2 separate regions of the Mus musculus genome follow, and region 2 is linked to region 1. The links are chromatin contacts, called in public promoter capture Hi-C maps. All regions are on one chromosome and are shown on one strand. The core of a region is the stretch at or near the end of the contact, and the rest is flanking DNA. Distances in the headings are between cores, read along the strand shown.

Region 1 (7,140 bases), core at 1,175-3,674:
GCTTGTCATGAAAGCCTGATGACTGAGTTCAATCTCTGTAACCCACAGAAAGGTGGGAAGAGAGAAATGAATCTGCAAAGTTGTCCTCCTGCCCAACATGTGTACCATGTCATGGTATGACACTCCTACATCTCAACACACACACACACACACACACACACACACACACACACACACATACACACACACACACACACACAGAGAGAGAGAGAGAGAGAGAGAGAGAGAGAGAGAGACCCTGAACTCAAGAAGGAGAAGAAGTTGTTGTTTGCATACAGAGTATGAGGCTGCCTAAGCCTTGCCTCAAAAGAAAAGAAAAGAAAAGGAAAAAAGCTTACTTTATAGAGTATTTAGCTCTGTCTCTGGCATATGGTAAGTGTTCAATAGAGAGCAGTCACTGTTACAACTTAGGCTATTCCTTTTTCTCTTGTGTGTGCACACTCACATAAGCCAGAGTCAGTATCAGGTGTCTTCCTTACTTGCTCCAACTTATTTTTTCCAATAAGGTATCTTTTTTTTTTTTTTTTTTTTTTTTTTTTTTTTTTTGAGACAGGGTTTCTCTGTATAGCCCTGGCTGTCCTGGACCCAATAAGGTATCTTATTGACTTTGGAGCGCTCTGTCTTGGCTGGCCAGCAAGCTATTGGGGATATGCCAATCTCCAACCTTCAGAGCTGGGATTACAGATAAAACTCCCAGGCCTGGTAGGATGGGAAGGGAATTTCAGGCCCTTTACTATGGAATCCAAGGTCAAGGGCAGACCATAGAGGGAGATCTGAGGGGCTGGAGCAGCAGTCCAATAGAGCATGCCATAGTAATACTACTGCCAGGAAACAGAGTAGGGGCAGGTCTGACATCCTTGAGGACACTCTAACCTCTGCCCAGAGGAGAACAGGAAAAGGCAGAGGACCTGGGACCAAGAAAGCTGGTGTCTCCCAATCCACAGAGGCCATGAGACAGAGGGGGAGAAGGAAGGAGATGCATGTATTTGTGTAGGGTGCTGTAGGGATACCTGGGAAGGAAGGGAAATCATAGGACTAAGCTCAGAGACAACAGGCTGAGTTTCGAGCCTCGAGGCCCAGAGGAAAATGAGGGTGGTTCAGAGAAATGCGAAGTTTCTGGCTCGTATTCTGGGCTGATCTTATGTCAGCAAGAACAAGAAATGATACCCATGGGTATCATGGGTAAAGATGATTGCTACACTTAGCTGTGACTGACAAGAGTTGCTGACAACACTTGTGGTGTTTCTCTGCAAAATAGAAAGGGGCACTCAGGTTCTGGGACACAGTCTTTTCTCTGTTGAGCTACCTGAAGCTCATCTGAAGCCCTCCTCGCCCTGCATTCCCTGCTAGAGGGGCGCAGGCAGACAGGCTGTCGGGTGGGTTGTGTTGGGAGCGGGTGCCTCACCTTTCAGGATGGCCTGCAGGGAGGCCACCTCCTCTTGGCACTGTCTCTGCACTGCAGCCACTGCCTCCGCCTTGGTGCTCTCGCTCACCTCAGCTACAGCCTTCATGGTTTCCATTTCTGCCAGGGCACCGGCCAGTTCGGCACGAAGCCGACTGAGCTCACTTGACTCGGATGCATCCTTTTGCTTCTCTTGGGGCTGGGGATCCAGCGCTGTGGGGAGCGGGGAGTGGGGGGGACAGTGACCAAGATTTATTCCCACGGCTTGCCGATCTCCTAACACCTCAGGCCACCCAGCAGTCCAGTAACCCAGTCCTACTCTCCATCTACAAGGACCTCATCCCATTCCCCTGGTCCTGCCCCTCCCGGAGTCCCAACTAACTTGGCTCGACCGTCCAATCCCTTCCAGTGGCCCCGCCTCGCCCCCTTACCTGCCCCACCCACAGACACACCCACCGTGTAGGCCACGCCCACCCCGGTGGGCGCTGTGCCCCGCCCCCTTCCCGAGCCTCCGCGCTGGCCGGCTGCCGCCAGCAGTCGCATTCGGCTCCGCCCCCAGCCCCCTGCTCCCCACGTGCGCAGCGGCGCAACTCCCGCACCGATTCCTGGCCGCCGGTGCCCCCGATTCTCACCTAGGGTTGCTGGCGCAGCTGCCATCGTCTCAGCCCAAACGGCGGATTCCCGCACTCACTGGTGATGGCACTCCCGCTTCCGGGTCCGCTCGGCTGTTTCCGGATCCGCTCGGCTGTTTCCGGATCGGCTCTGCAGGGGCCGCGGGGGGTGGGAGGGCGGGATGGTCAAGAGACGCCGACTGCACTCGAGTGGACGCGCGGCCTGGATCCCGCCTTTCTTGCAGCCTCGTGGGACCGCCCCCGCGCTCCCGCGCTCCCTGGAAGCTCCGAGGGCTTCGGGTCTGCGGTAGTCTTCTCTGGTGCTGAGGATCTGCTGAGGCTCCACTCGAGGCCACCTCCTGGAACGCCTGGTCTTAGTCCTAGAGGACGCTGCGCGCGGCCTCCTCCTTCCCTCCGCCCGGCCGCCCTTCCGCCGTAACCCGACTCGCGTTACTGCGAAGTGTGCCCGGCCCGCCCAGCATCTCCGCCCCGCGGGCCAGGGCTGGGTTGGCGTTCTGAAGCTTGGCGCAGTCAGTGGCAGAGGTGCGAAATCTACGTGTCTCCAATCCCATTTTCATATGGCTTCCTGCAAATCTCTTTCTCCACTCCCAGGGCTGTAAATCTTTCAGCCTGGGTCTGGGTCAATCTCTCATTATGTATGACCTCTCGCTTTGGAGAGTCACAGCAATTCAAACAAGTACAGAGCCTGGGTCCCCCTGCCTCCAAACCGGTTTTCTATAAAAGACTTTGAACCTGGAAGTCCTTGATTCTTTGTGGTCTCCTTGGAATGCACACCAGTGTACTTATACCAGGATGCCTTCCTCATTTCTCCAGCACTAACACCCAATCGTAGTACCCATCACGCCTGAACTAGCAAGATAACCCTTATCTCCTCCTCCTATGTGCCTACTGGTGGGCTTTTAGTGTTAGAGGGAGCCCACTACAGATTATCCCCAGACAGCCTGTGGTGGTTTGAAAATGCTTGGCCCAGGGAGTGGCACTATTTGGAGGTGTGGTTTTGTTGGAGTGGGTATGGCCTTCTTGGAGAAAGTATGTCACTGTGGGTGTGGGTTTTAAGACTCCCTCCCGACCCCCACCCCCGGCTGCCTGGGAGCCAGTCTTCTGTCTTCAGAACAAAATGTTGAACTCTCAGCTCCTTCTGCATAATGTCTGCTTGGATGCTGATATGATCCTGCCTTGAAAAATCTCATGAAAGAGATTTATTGGAGGGTCCTGGGTGTGAAGAACAAATCCAGGGGTGGCTGCCCTCTGTTCCCAGGAGCAGACAGCACGGAATTAAATAGAGGGCAGAGCTTAGATAGGATTTCTTAGGGGTGGAGCTTTTCAGGGCAGAGAGTTCCAGATTAAGGATTGGTGGGATTTCAAGTCCTGACTTTGGGGAGCTCAGGGATTGGTGGGGTTTTGCGGGAAGCCCAGAGATTGGTGGGTTTCCCTGCTTAAGGATTGTTGACTCCCCCCCCCCCCCCCCCCGCCTTCCTTTTTTCCTGCATCTAGGCTATGGGTTAAGGTAGGAAGTCCTTCCTGGCCACAGCCGGCTTTTACTGAGGCACCACCTCTGTAGGGCCGCTGGCGAGGCTGGAGAGCTCCTGCTGTAGTAATTCACCAAGAGTGTAGGCCGAGGCAGGAAAGGCGTTACCACCGTGGACAGCTCCTGCTGAGGTGGGGGCGGGGGTAAGGAAATGCATCCGAGTGGACAGCTCCTGTGATGGCTGCAGGCTGAGAAGGCCTCCTCCCTGCCACCATTTTGACAGGAGCTGGCATTTTTGATAGCTTCTGCGAGGGCATTTTATTGTGGCTGGGGTTGACTGCCGCTTTGACATCTTTTGCGGGATGCCATTGAGGGACTACATTGTGGGTAAAAGTATTTGCTGTGGGAGCCCGATGACATCGTTTACAGCTTCAGCACCCACAGCAAAGCAGATTTCCTCTTGGTTACAGGCTAGCCTTGTAGAGGAATTTTAATCCAGCAACCTGGCTGCTCTGGCAAGGAATCACATCCAAAGATCTAGGTGTAAGTTTTATTCTATTTTTTTTTCTGTATATTCAGCGACTTTTAGTGGTTTCTTCATACACTCTTCTCCTGGCTCCTTACAATATCTTCTCAGCCGGGCATGGTGGCGCATGCCTTTAATCCCAGCACTCGGGAGGCAGAGGCAGGCGGATTTCTGAGTTCGAGGCCAGCCTGGTCTACAGAGTGAGTTCCAGGACAGCCAGAGCTATACAGAGAAACCCTGTCTCGGAAAAAAAACAAAACAAAAAACAAAAACAACAACAATATCTTCTCTGTTCAGCTCTGCTTCTCCTGTCTCAGCTGTCACCAGCTATCTTCTCACTTAGCTCTCTGACCCTATTTGTCTGCCTACTGGAAGCTTCTCTCTACTATCTCTGAATCCTATTCCTGAACCCTACTCCAAGCTCTCAGCCCTGCTGGATTTCTATGACCTCTCTTGTTCCCAGAATTCTAAGAGGCAACTGACACTGAAGGGCAGAGAGTCCTTTAAAGGGTCAGGCACATAAATCATGCTACACCTAGGTCTGTGTGATCTGACTGGAATGACACACCTTTAATCCCTCAGGCTGGAATACAGATATACCCTTAGTATACACCTTTAATCCCTAACAATGCAGAGAAAGTTTGAAGAAGGGAGCAGCCATGTTTGGAAGTGACATCTAATTGAGAGGTAAGTGGTGAATCAGAGAAAGATTTGACAGAATGAGTCAGAGATATGATATGCCTAACTCTCACCAGAACAGCCCAGGGAAGAGAGCAGAGTTGAATTGGTTCTATGCGTGCAGTAGAGTTCAGGCAATGCAGTTGAATTCAGTTGAGTTGAATTTAGTGCAGTTGGTGCAGTTCAGTTGAATGTAGTTGAGTTTGTGCAGTTCCATTCAGTTTGTGTGGTCAGTGAAGTTCAGTTTGTGGAATTCAGAGACAGTTTTTCCAAGCAATTATGTCAGAAGCCAAGAGAAGCCAGACTGAATCAGTCAGACTGTTCAAAGGCTCCAAGCCCAGGCCCAGGGATACTTAGAACAGAGAAAGAAACACTCTGGCTCAGCCCAAGGAGTATATATAGGCACAGCTTGGATATGACTCTCATCTCATCCCTTCATCTGAGGAGATGAAAGTTACTTTTACAAGCCTGATCTACATTACAAGTATTCCAGGCCAGTCAGAGCTAAGTAAGTCACTGTCTCAAAAAAATAAAACCATTAGTTTCCTTTTAAAGGAAATATGTCAGCAGTTGCAGTGGTGTAGGAATGTAAGATCCCACTGGGAAGGCTGAAGCAGAAGAAGTGGAAATTCTGGTCTAGCCTTAGTTACATAGCAAGACCCTGCCTCAAAAACAACCCCCCTCCCAAACCCAGATGCTTAGTAGCTCAGGTCTGTAAGTCTAGGACTTGGAAGATGGTGGCAGGAGAATCAAGATTCTAAGGGCATCATGAACTGCATAGGGAGTTTGAGGCCAGCCTGAGTAACATAAGACTCTTGAAAGATAGAAAGAAAGAAAGAAAGAAAGAAAGAAAGAAAGAAAGAAAGAAAGAAAGAAAGAAAGAACAAAAAGTTTAACAACAAAAAAACACCAAACAACAACAACAACAACAAAAAAAACCAGTCTTTTGCCTTATTTCAACAATCTAAGGACTTGGTAGATGGAGGCAGGAGGATTGCTGTGTTTGAAGCTATCTTGGGCTATATAGTGAGTTCTAAAACAGTCTGAGCTATAGGGTAAAACCCTATCCCAAAGTGTTAAAAAAACAAAACAAAAAACCCTAAGACCATACCACCACCAAAACCAAACAGAACCTACAACTATGTCGTGCAGAATTAAGTCTAGCACTTGGGAGGTAGAGAGGAGGATGAGCCAGAAGTTCAAAGTCACCCTCAACAAAATAGCAAGTTTGAGGCTAATATAAACTGCATGGAACTGTATTTTAAAAACAATACAAGAGGGAAGCAGTTAGGCTGTGTTCATTTCTTCCTCTTCACCTCCAACTCCATTCTCCCAGTCTCAGCCCTTGCTCCGTAGCAGAGTACCTGCTGTGGCCTTTCCTAACTCTGTCTCCCATTGCCAGAAGAATCAGCAAATCCTGGTGGAACACCCCACTTTCCTCCCTCTTATGTACCCACTAAAACCCCCCACCTCTTAGCCCATCTCCAGTGGCAAGTGTTAGGTCCTAATACATAGAAATACATTTTACTTGAATCCCCCAGTGGCCACACTTAGCCGGATCCCAGAAAAATTTCCTACCAGCAACAACACAGATACACAACCTTCTAAGAACCAGAAGGAACAACAGAAACCAAGGAATAAAATAGCCCCCCCAACAAAGACAAGGCCAGATACCAGTGTCTAGAATCACAGTTTTCTCAAGCCTAAATGCCTAGACATGATCATAAAACACAGTAACGGTCAGGGCAATCTGTCTCCACTAGAGCCCAGCAGGTCTAGCACAGTGGGCTCAGAAAAATGGCGACACAACTGAAGCACAAGAGAAAGACCTTACAGTAGCCTTTATAAGTATGCTGGCGATTCTCAGAAGAAACGGGTAAATCCCTTAAAGAAACCTATGAAAACACAACCAACTGTGGAAGGAAACAAACAAAACAGTTCAAAACCTGAAAGTGGAAGTGCGATCAATAAAGAAAACTCAAACTCAGGGAAATCAGGAAATGAAAATGTAGGGGCTTGAACAGGAAAGCTTCACTGACAGAATACAAGAGCTGGAGAGAGGACTGTAAGGCTGGAACCCCTGCTCATCCCCTGCACAAGCTGGGAAACCCCATCTGCCCTTCTTCCCCCACCCCCACCCACACAGAGGAAATGCCCTCGTCTGCTTGGAAAACTACTTTGGGCTAACATGTCTGTATTTCTGGCAACCCACCCAAGAGTTACTGCCCAGGTGCTCGGTTTTGACCACGTATGGCTCAGTTCCCAGTTCCTAGCTGGCACGTCATCACTCCTTGCCTAAATTTTATAAAACCCCCTTGCTTTCGCCATGATGTGTGATGTCACTGACCTCCACCTGTGAGATCAGGTATGCCACCTAGAGCTGCCTCCTAATAAACCTGCCAGAAAGGTAGAGCCAGTCATATGATGGGTGTAA
Region 2 (7,127 bases), core at 4,162-6,661, 2.2 Mb before region 1:
AGCCGGTGACCTTTTTCCTTAGAGTGCGGGCTTTGACACGTGAGGGGCTTTTTATTCCCCTATAGGTTACATTATAGCGCTGTAGGTGCCCATGAAATATAAATCTTACAACCTTGTAGCCAACAAGGTAGAGAGACCTTATAAAACAACAATGTCAGTACTGAAGAACGTGGCTTTGAAGGCATACACTGGACTAGAAGCCTTGGCTCTCTTTCTTCAAGAATTTGGACAAATTATTCCTCTATGCTTCAACGTCCTCATCTATAATCATAGACTAGTAATAAATCTATCCTCAGAGTTTTACTTCGAGAGAAACTGAATGAGATATACAGTCCATCAGAACACAGAACTCAGAAAATGCTCCACAGGTGAAAGGCTGTTATTGTAAGCTGGTATTAATCTTGGGTGAAGATGCAAAAGACTAGCTAGTGAGCCCAACTGCCACCTTATTAACACTAGACTACATAGGGTAACAGAAATAGTACAGAATATAAATCCAGTGTCTTTTAAAAAGAAATTAAAGACTGAAGACACTAGTAAACCTGGCTGCAACAATAACATAAATGACGAGGATGCCAGGCATGGTGGTTTATGCCTATAATCCTGGCACTCAGGAAACTGAGGCAGGAGGATTAGGAGGAATTCAGGGCCAGCCTGAGCTAAATAAGATACTGTCTTAAAAAAAAAAGTTAGTTGTTTTGTTTTGTTTTTAAGTAAAATGACAGAACACAAAATAGTAAGCAAACTAAATAGAGTTTCACACAATGTAAAAAGAATATATGTATTTCAATATGCATTTCTCAAGAAATACATATTCCATGTAGATTTCAATTCCACAATAATCTCTCATTTTCAAGTTGGGTTAATTTGACAGTGAAAACTAACTTCAGGCTGGCATAATGGTAAGGTTATTGGGTGAAGGGGATTTCTGCTAAGCCTGACATCCTGAGCCTGACCCTTAGGATCCGCAAAGTGGAAGAACCAAACGGGCCCACAAGTTGCTCTCTGATCTCCACAAGTACAAAGCAACGTGTGTATACATGCCCCTTCCCCCAAAATAAAAATACAATAATTTCATTGTCAAAACTGTAAGAGGAGCAAGAAAACTTTGTGTGGATTCTGATAACTAGTAGTCCCTCAGGAAAAGAAAGAAAGAAAAGAAAAGAAAGAAAAACAAATGTCCACTGCTAGTCATCATTTAAAGTTTCATTTTGCTACACACAGACTATATGCTTATAAATGCTGTGTGTACAGCACGTGATCTGAGATCGTTCATGGTCACTCAGTCTCAGAATAAAATAAAATAAAATACATAACACTGCCCCTTCACACAAAGCTAAAGACTGGAAGAAGTTCTAAAATGGAAAAGACTGGATGGCTACTCCCAAAAATATATTGTATTATATTCTTTTTGAATTTGTTAAACTACAATCCTCTTAAAATATATATTTATTTTTCAACTAACACACACACAGTATTTTGGTTTTTGTTGGTTTTTGGGTTTTGTGTTTTTGGTTTTTTTTTACATTTTCTGTTGCTTTCTCTCCCTCCTCATCCCCACCATACCTCTGGTCTTCCCTCCCCCTCCCCCCTCATTCCCACCATGCCCTGGTCTTCTCTTGGCCCACCTCCCTCATCCCCACCATGCCCCATTCTTCTCTTGACCCACCTCCCAGAACCTCTTTTCTACTCCAACATCACGCATGTCACATTACCCTCCCCTTCTTCAACTCCCTTTTTTCCTTCTCCCGGTTTCCTTTTGGTTAAACTATAATTCCCAGTGTCTGACTCTCATAGTATCAGTTAAATTCTACTCTCTGGAGAGTACACAGCACTCGATCACTTTCCTGAGAGAAGTTAAAACAAGCTAAATACTTTTTTTCTGGTGTCTCTTAACTTGCAATTGTGATAAGCATCTAAAAAAAATAAATAAAAATCAATGCTTTACAAAAATGTAACAGACTACTCACCACTGTTAGGAAAATAAAAACAAATATTTATACTATTTTTAAAAATTAACATTGTCAAAAATTAAGGAATCCTATCTCACATACACACACTCACACACACACACTCACACACCCATGGGTAGGGGAGCAGATGCTGGTGTATCAGAGGAAAAAAATACAAGTGTAAATTCTAACATTTCTTGAACTGTCGATTCTCCACCCTATTAAATAAATTTTTTTGTTTGTTTTGTTCTGTTTTGAGACAGAACCTCTCAATTATGTAGCTCTGGCTGTCCCAAAATCTGTTATGTAGACCAGGCTGGCCTCAAACTCACACGAGACCTACCTGCCTCTGCCTCTTGAGTGTTGGGATTCAAGGTGGTCATCACCACTCTTTTTTTGTTTTGTTTTGTTTTTTTGAGGCAGGGTTTCTCTGTATATCCCTGGCTGTCCTGGAACTCACTCTGTAAACCAGGCTGACCTAGAACTCAGAAATCTACCTGCCTTTGCCTCCCAAGTGCTGGGAATAAAGGCATGTGCCACCACCGCCTGGCTTGGTCACCTCCACTCTTGCCTGAATAAAGAGTGATTCAGCTAGGTGGCATAGGCCACACCTGTAATCCCAAAACTGAGGAGGAGGTAGAGGCAAGAGTATTGTTGAATTTGAGACCAACTATAGTCAGTTTTAGGCTAGCCTAGGCTACACAGCAAGATGGGGAGGGGGGAGACATCAAAATGGGGCCTAAATCATCTTTTTTTTTTTCCACAGCAATAATTTAAGTGTGAGGAAACTTAGAGTTATATTTAATTCAGGTTAACTCAGTCATGAAGTATGTTCTGTATCATAAACACTCTTTAGCCCAGAGACACCAGTATTAGTAAAGCAAGGCCTTGTGCTGAGGAGTCCTGTGTCCACTGGAGAAGACACAAACTATCATCACAAAATATATAGGGAGGGTTATAACTGTAGTATGTACAAAGTACGCAAAATGTCAAGAAAGAAAATCAATGTGACCAATAACTGCCCCATGGATGAGGGCCAGACTAGCCCAGGGCAGACAGCCTTGAATATGAGTCTTACACAGAGAAGTAGGCAGGAGGGGGACAGAAAGTCACGGGGATTCCAAGCTACAGAAGTGGTAATTTTAACCTTAAATATCATTATCACTTTTTTTTTCCTGATTATCTCCAGGAAAAAGAAAACTTCCTGTTTCTGGTCATTCAGTGTGTAAAAATCACAATCCCAGCACTGGTTGGTCCTATAACACCACTTGTAATACAAAAACAAAAGCAAAAAAAAAACCAAACTTGGTCAGAAGTCTATTCGGCTCTTGAATAATCAAGATGAAAAAAAAACTAAAGATTTTAACTCTGTCACTTTAAACAACAGCAACACTCACCACAAAGAGAAGACAATGTTCAATAAAGAGAATTTGAAATAACTCTGTATAGATTAAAAAAAAAAAAAGACCTAAACAGCATTCAGATCAATTAAATATTACTAAAATAGCTGTATTTGAGATCTTAAATACTGGATAGGTTAAACTAGTCAATAACTACAGGATACTTTCTAAGGCTTCCAATGGCCTGTTAAATCTGAACTATGATGGCCTCTGCCTTCCTCTAGGCGCTACCTACGTTTGTGGGTGATGGGATACGTATCTACGAAATGAGATACACTGAACTGTGATGCTATACCAAACTTTTGATAATGGTGAAAAGTTTTACACTTGCTCTCTGATACGAACTTTGGACAAACAAAGAGCAAACCTCAGGGCTAGCTCCAGGAAAGGGCCCGGCTAAACTTTCTGCTTGAGAAAACTGACCTGCGGAGATGAAAAGTCCTGTCTGATGAGCTGAGAAGGACTCCAAGCTCCCTCCATTTATGCATTCCAGCTGCCAGGAATTTGGCCCGCGGGACTTTTACAGCTAAATTCCCCCCTGCTTTACACCTTGCAGGGTGACAGGCTAGGAAAAGTGGTCAGATTAGAATAAAGTGGCCCATCATCTATTCCAAGGTCACCAAAAGTCTTACTGTGGCCACCGTAGTGCCTCCATTCTGAAAAGAGGAAATAAAATACAGCGGCAAGAAAATACAACCAGAGCCATATTTCTGAAGAAGAAAAAAAGTTGTTCTTCACCGCTCTAGCAGAGTAACTTTGCAGGTCTCCGTAAGGACACAATGGACACTGATGAAAAGTGTCACCAAACCGCTCCACTTTCTGGGATCTCACACTTCTCTCCTCACCTGAGAAAGAAGATCCTGACCCTACTCTTTCAGGCTGCTGTGGGGATTGGCACTAAGACACGAAAGGACCTGTCCTCAGAAGCCATCCCATAAGAGGTAACAGGATGACCTAAAAAGCTCCCTTGAAGTTATTCTACTGGATGTACTCAAAGAACGCAGGAAAACGTCCAATGCCGTGGCTCGTTCAAGAGTTCCAGTCTCACTTTTCCTAAAGTAAAAAAGTGTTGACCAATGAAGGAAAAAAGCACTGGAGAACTAAGTAGAAGCTGCCCAAACTCCTCCGAGCGATAACTGACCGCAGCTGTCTGAGAACAGGAGCTACTATTTAAGCCAACTAACTGCAAACAAAGTTTTCTAAAGCAAACTGATGGCTGGAGACTTTGACCTCTCCTAACTGTGTGTGACAGACATCCAACACGACTTCTTCTTGAAAATGGCAATTCATACACTAGTTTTCGATCAAGTCCTGTGAGGTAACCGTCCTGAAGTCACTCTTTAATAAGTGACCGGGAACAACTCAAGGATGTCAAGAAGGAGTGTCCCGCATTAGGTTCCACTGAACTGATGGGACTGGAACCCAGAACTTCCCACGCTGGACCGTGAGAAGACGCTGCAGGTGGAGGCCTACGAGGGGTTCATAAGGGACCCTATCCCCGCACCCCAGGCCCCAGATACTGGAAGAGGTGCACTAAAGGGGGTGACCGGCCTTCCCCGCCTCCCTGAGGCAGGAGGACTCCCCGAAGCGGCGGCCGCTCCCCTCAGGACTAGCGCTGACATCCCCAAGCGTCCCGCCCAGCCTCGCGATCCCGGGGCCGGAGGGGCCGGGCCGCGCCCCCCGCGCTCCAGCTGGCCCGCGCGCCCCACCCAGCCCGCGCCGCGCGCCTCACCCGGTCGGAGCTGCAGGCCGCCGTCGCGCCGGCTGCACCACAGGGCACGCTCGCCCTGCTGCAGGATGTAGTGGTCCTTAGCCTGAAAGAGCTCCATGCCGGCCCCACGCGCTCCGGGAGGCGGCGGTCCCCCGGCCCAGGCACGGCAGCGGCCCGCCCTGGAGCGATGCTGGAGTCCTCCTCCACCGAGACCACCAGAGTCCGTGCCTCAAGGAGACTCCGAGGACCCAGCCCACGGAAGAACAGAGTGGGGAAGCACTCGGGGGCCTGACCCGCGGGCCAAGAACACGCTTGGGCGGCCGAGGCCCGGGAGGCCTTTTCCCCCTCCCCCCACAACTCCTGTACCTAGGCTCCGCCCCCTATCCTGAGACTCCACCTCCTACAGTTCATCCTGGCTCCCTCTAGACTCCGCCTCCTCCCAGGTTCCTCCCCTCAGCGTGCAACTTTCCCTCCTATAGTTCCTCCCCTCTCCCTTAGGCTCCGCCCTTGCTCAGGCTCCTCCTCCGACCTTCCGACTCCGCCTCCCTCTGTAGTTCTCCGAAAGCCCTCCTAGGCCCCGCCCTGGTCCCGCCCACGAGTTTCTGGCTCAGCCCTCTCCCAGCCTGTGTCTCAATCCTCTTTCTCCTTTCAGCTCTCGCCGCACCTCTTTCAGTTCCTCCCTCTCTGTCTATAGCCTCTACTCCTCTGCCTCTCCCACTCGCCGGCCTTACCAGCTGCGACCTCAGGCAGGCCCTGAGCCTAAGTCTGGTTATACTGGCTCGACGCCCTTTATGCAGCCATTTCTTGATCTTTCCCTGATGTGCAAGCCAGTCCTTCATTCCTTCCATTAGCTCCTAGAAAAGTCTGGTCAAGTCCCCGAATCCACCTGACATTCCTTCCTCCTCGGAGTACATTTACCCCTAGTCTGAGCAAAGACCAAACCAAGCCCAGAAGTACAGCCATGGTTGTCTCCAGGGTTCTACCCCAAGTTAGCACTCGGCTGAGCAGAGGCCGCTCTGTTTTGGCATTTCCTATTAGAACCTGGACACCAATAATCATTTAGTAAATGCACATTAGTGGAGATGTGTCTCCACAGAATACACACTTAGAGTTAGCTGGGCTAGTGAGGAGAAGGTACAGCAAAGTCTGAGAAGCCGGCCTACAGGAAGTCAGTAAAAGGGACGTCACTCAGAGATGGTAAAATGGCCAGGTGTCAATCTGAACCAGAAAGATTTAGGAGAAAAAGCTTCCAGTTCTAGACCTATCTCCCAGTCTCCAGACTTTGGGTCTGTCTTGTTCTGTGTGATCTTGGGACAATTTTAGTCTCTACTGATTGAATTCGTGACCTTTACTACACTCTTAGACTCCCAATTCTGTATGTTCCTGTCTTCCTTTAAAGCAATCTTTAAAAAAAAAAAAAAAAAAAAGAGGCCTAACCACCGGAGCTGGGTGGCTCAAGAGTACTTTGCTACTTTTGCAGAGGACCTCCGGTTCAGTTCCCAGCACCTCCAGGGCAGCTCACAACCAACTGTGATGAGACACCTCTTCTGACCTCTGTTCCTGTATGGGTGTAGTGCACAGGTTCATAAATATAAAGTAAATGGTGGTGCTGCTGCTGCTGGTGGTGGTGCTGCTGGTGGTGGTGCTGCTGTGTTGGGAGCCGCGCCCACATTCGCCGTTACAAGATGGCGCTGACAGCTGTGTTCTAAGTGGTAAACAAATAATCTGCGCATGTGCCAAGGGTATCTTATGACTACTTGTGCTCTGCCTTCCCCGTGACGTCAACTCGGCCGATGGGCTGCAGCCAATCAGGGAGTGACACGTCCGAGGCGAAGGAGAATGCTCCTTAAGAGGGACGGGGTTTCGTTTTCTCTCTCTCTCTTGCTTCGCTCTCTTGCTTCTCTCTCTTGCTTCTCTCTCTTGCTTTTCTCTCTCTCTTGCTTTTCTCTCTCTCTTGCTCTTTCGCTCTCTTGCTTTTCTCTCTCTCTTGCTTCTTGCTCTCTTGCTTCTTGCACTCTGTTCCTGAAGATGTAAGAATAAAGCTTTGCCGCAGAAGATTCTGGT

The links. Promoter capture Hi-C pulls out the DNA fragments that hold promoters and counts their contacts.
Region 2: a promoter capture Hi-C map of liver shows a contact between it and region 1, with 3 times the contacts expected there. The contact joins the promoter of Inpp5f here to the promoter of Rabep2 in region 1. A contact is called at or near these places in 2 of 39 promoter capture datasets (liver and pre-B cells).

What each region holds. Positions count from the first base shown.
Region 1 is chr7:126,424,051-126,431,190 of GRCm38.p6, reverse strand. It overlaps Rabep2 (rabaptin, RAB GTPase binding effector protein 2), which reads right to left and starts at 2,424. Exons shown (of 13, transcript NM_030566.2): 1 at 2,035-2,424; 2 at 1,406-1,615. The coding sequence starts at 2,059.
Region 2 is chr7:128,609,649-128,616,775 of GRCm38.p6, reverse strand. It overlaps Inpp5f (inositol polyphosphate-5-phosphatase F), which reads right to left and starts at 5,411. Exons shown (of 20, transcript NM_178641.5): 1 at 5,085-5,411. The coding sequence starts at 5,181.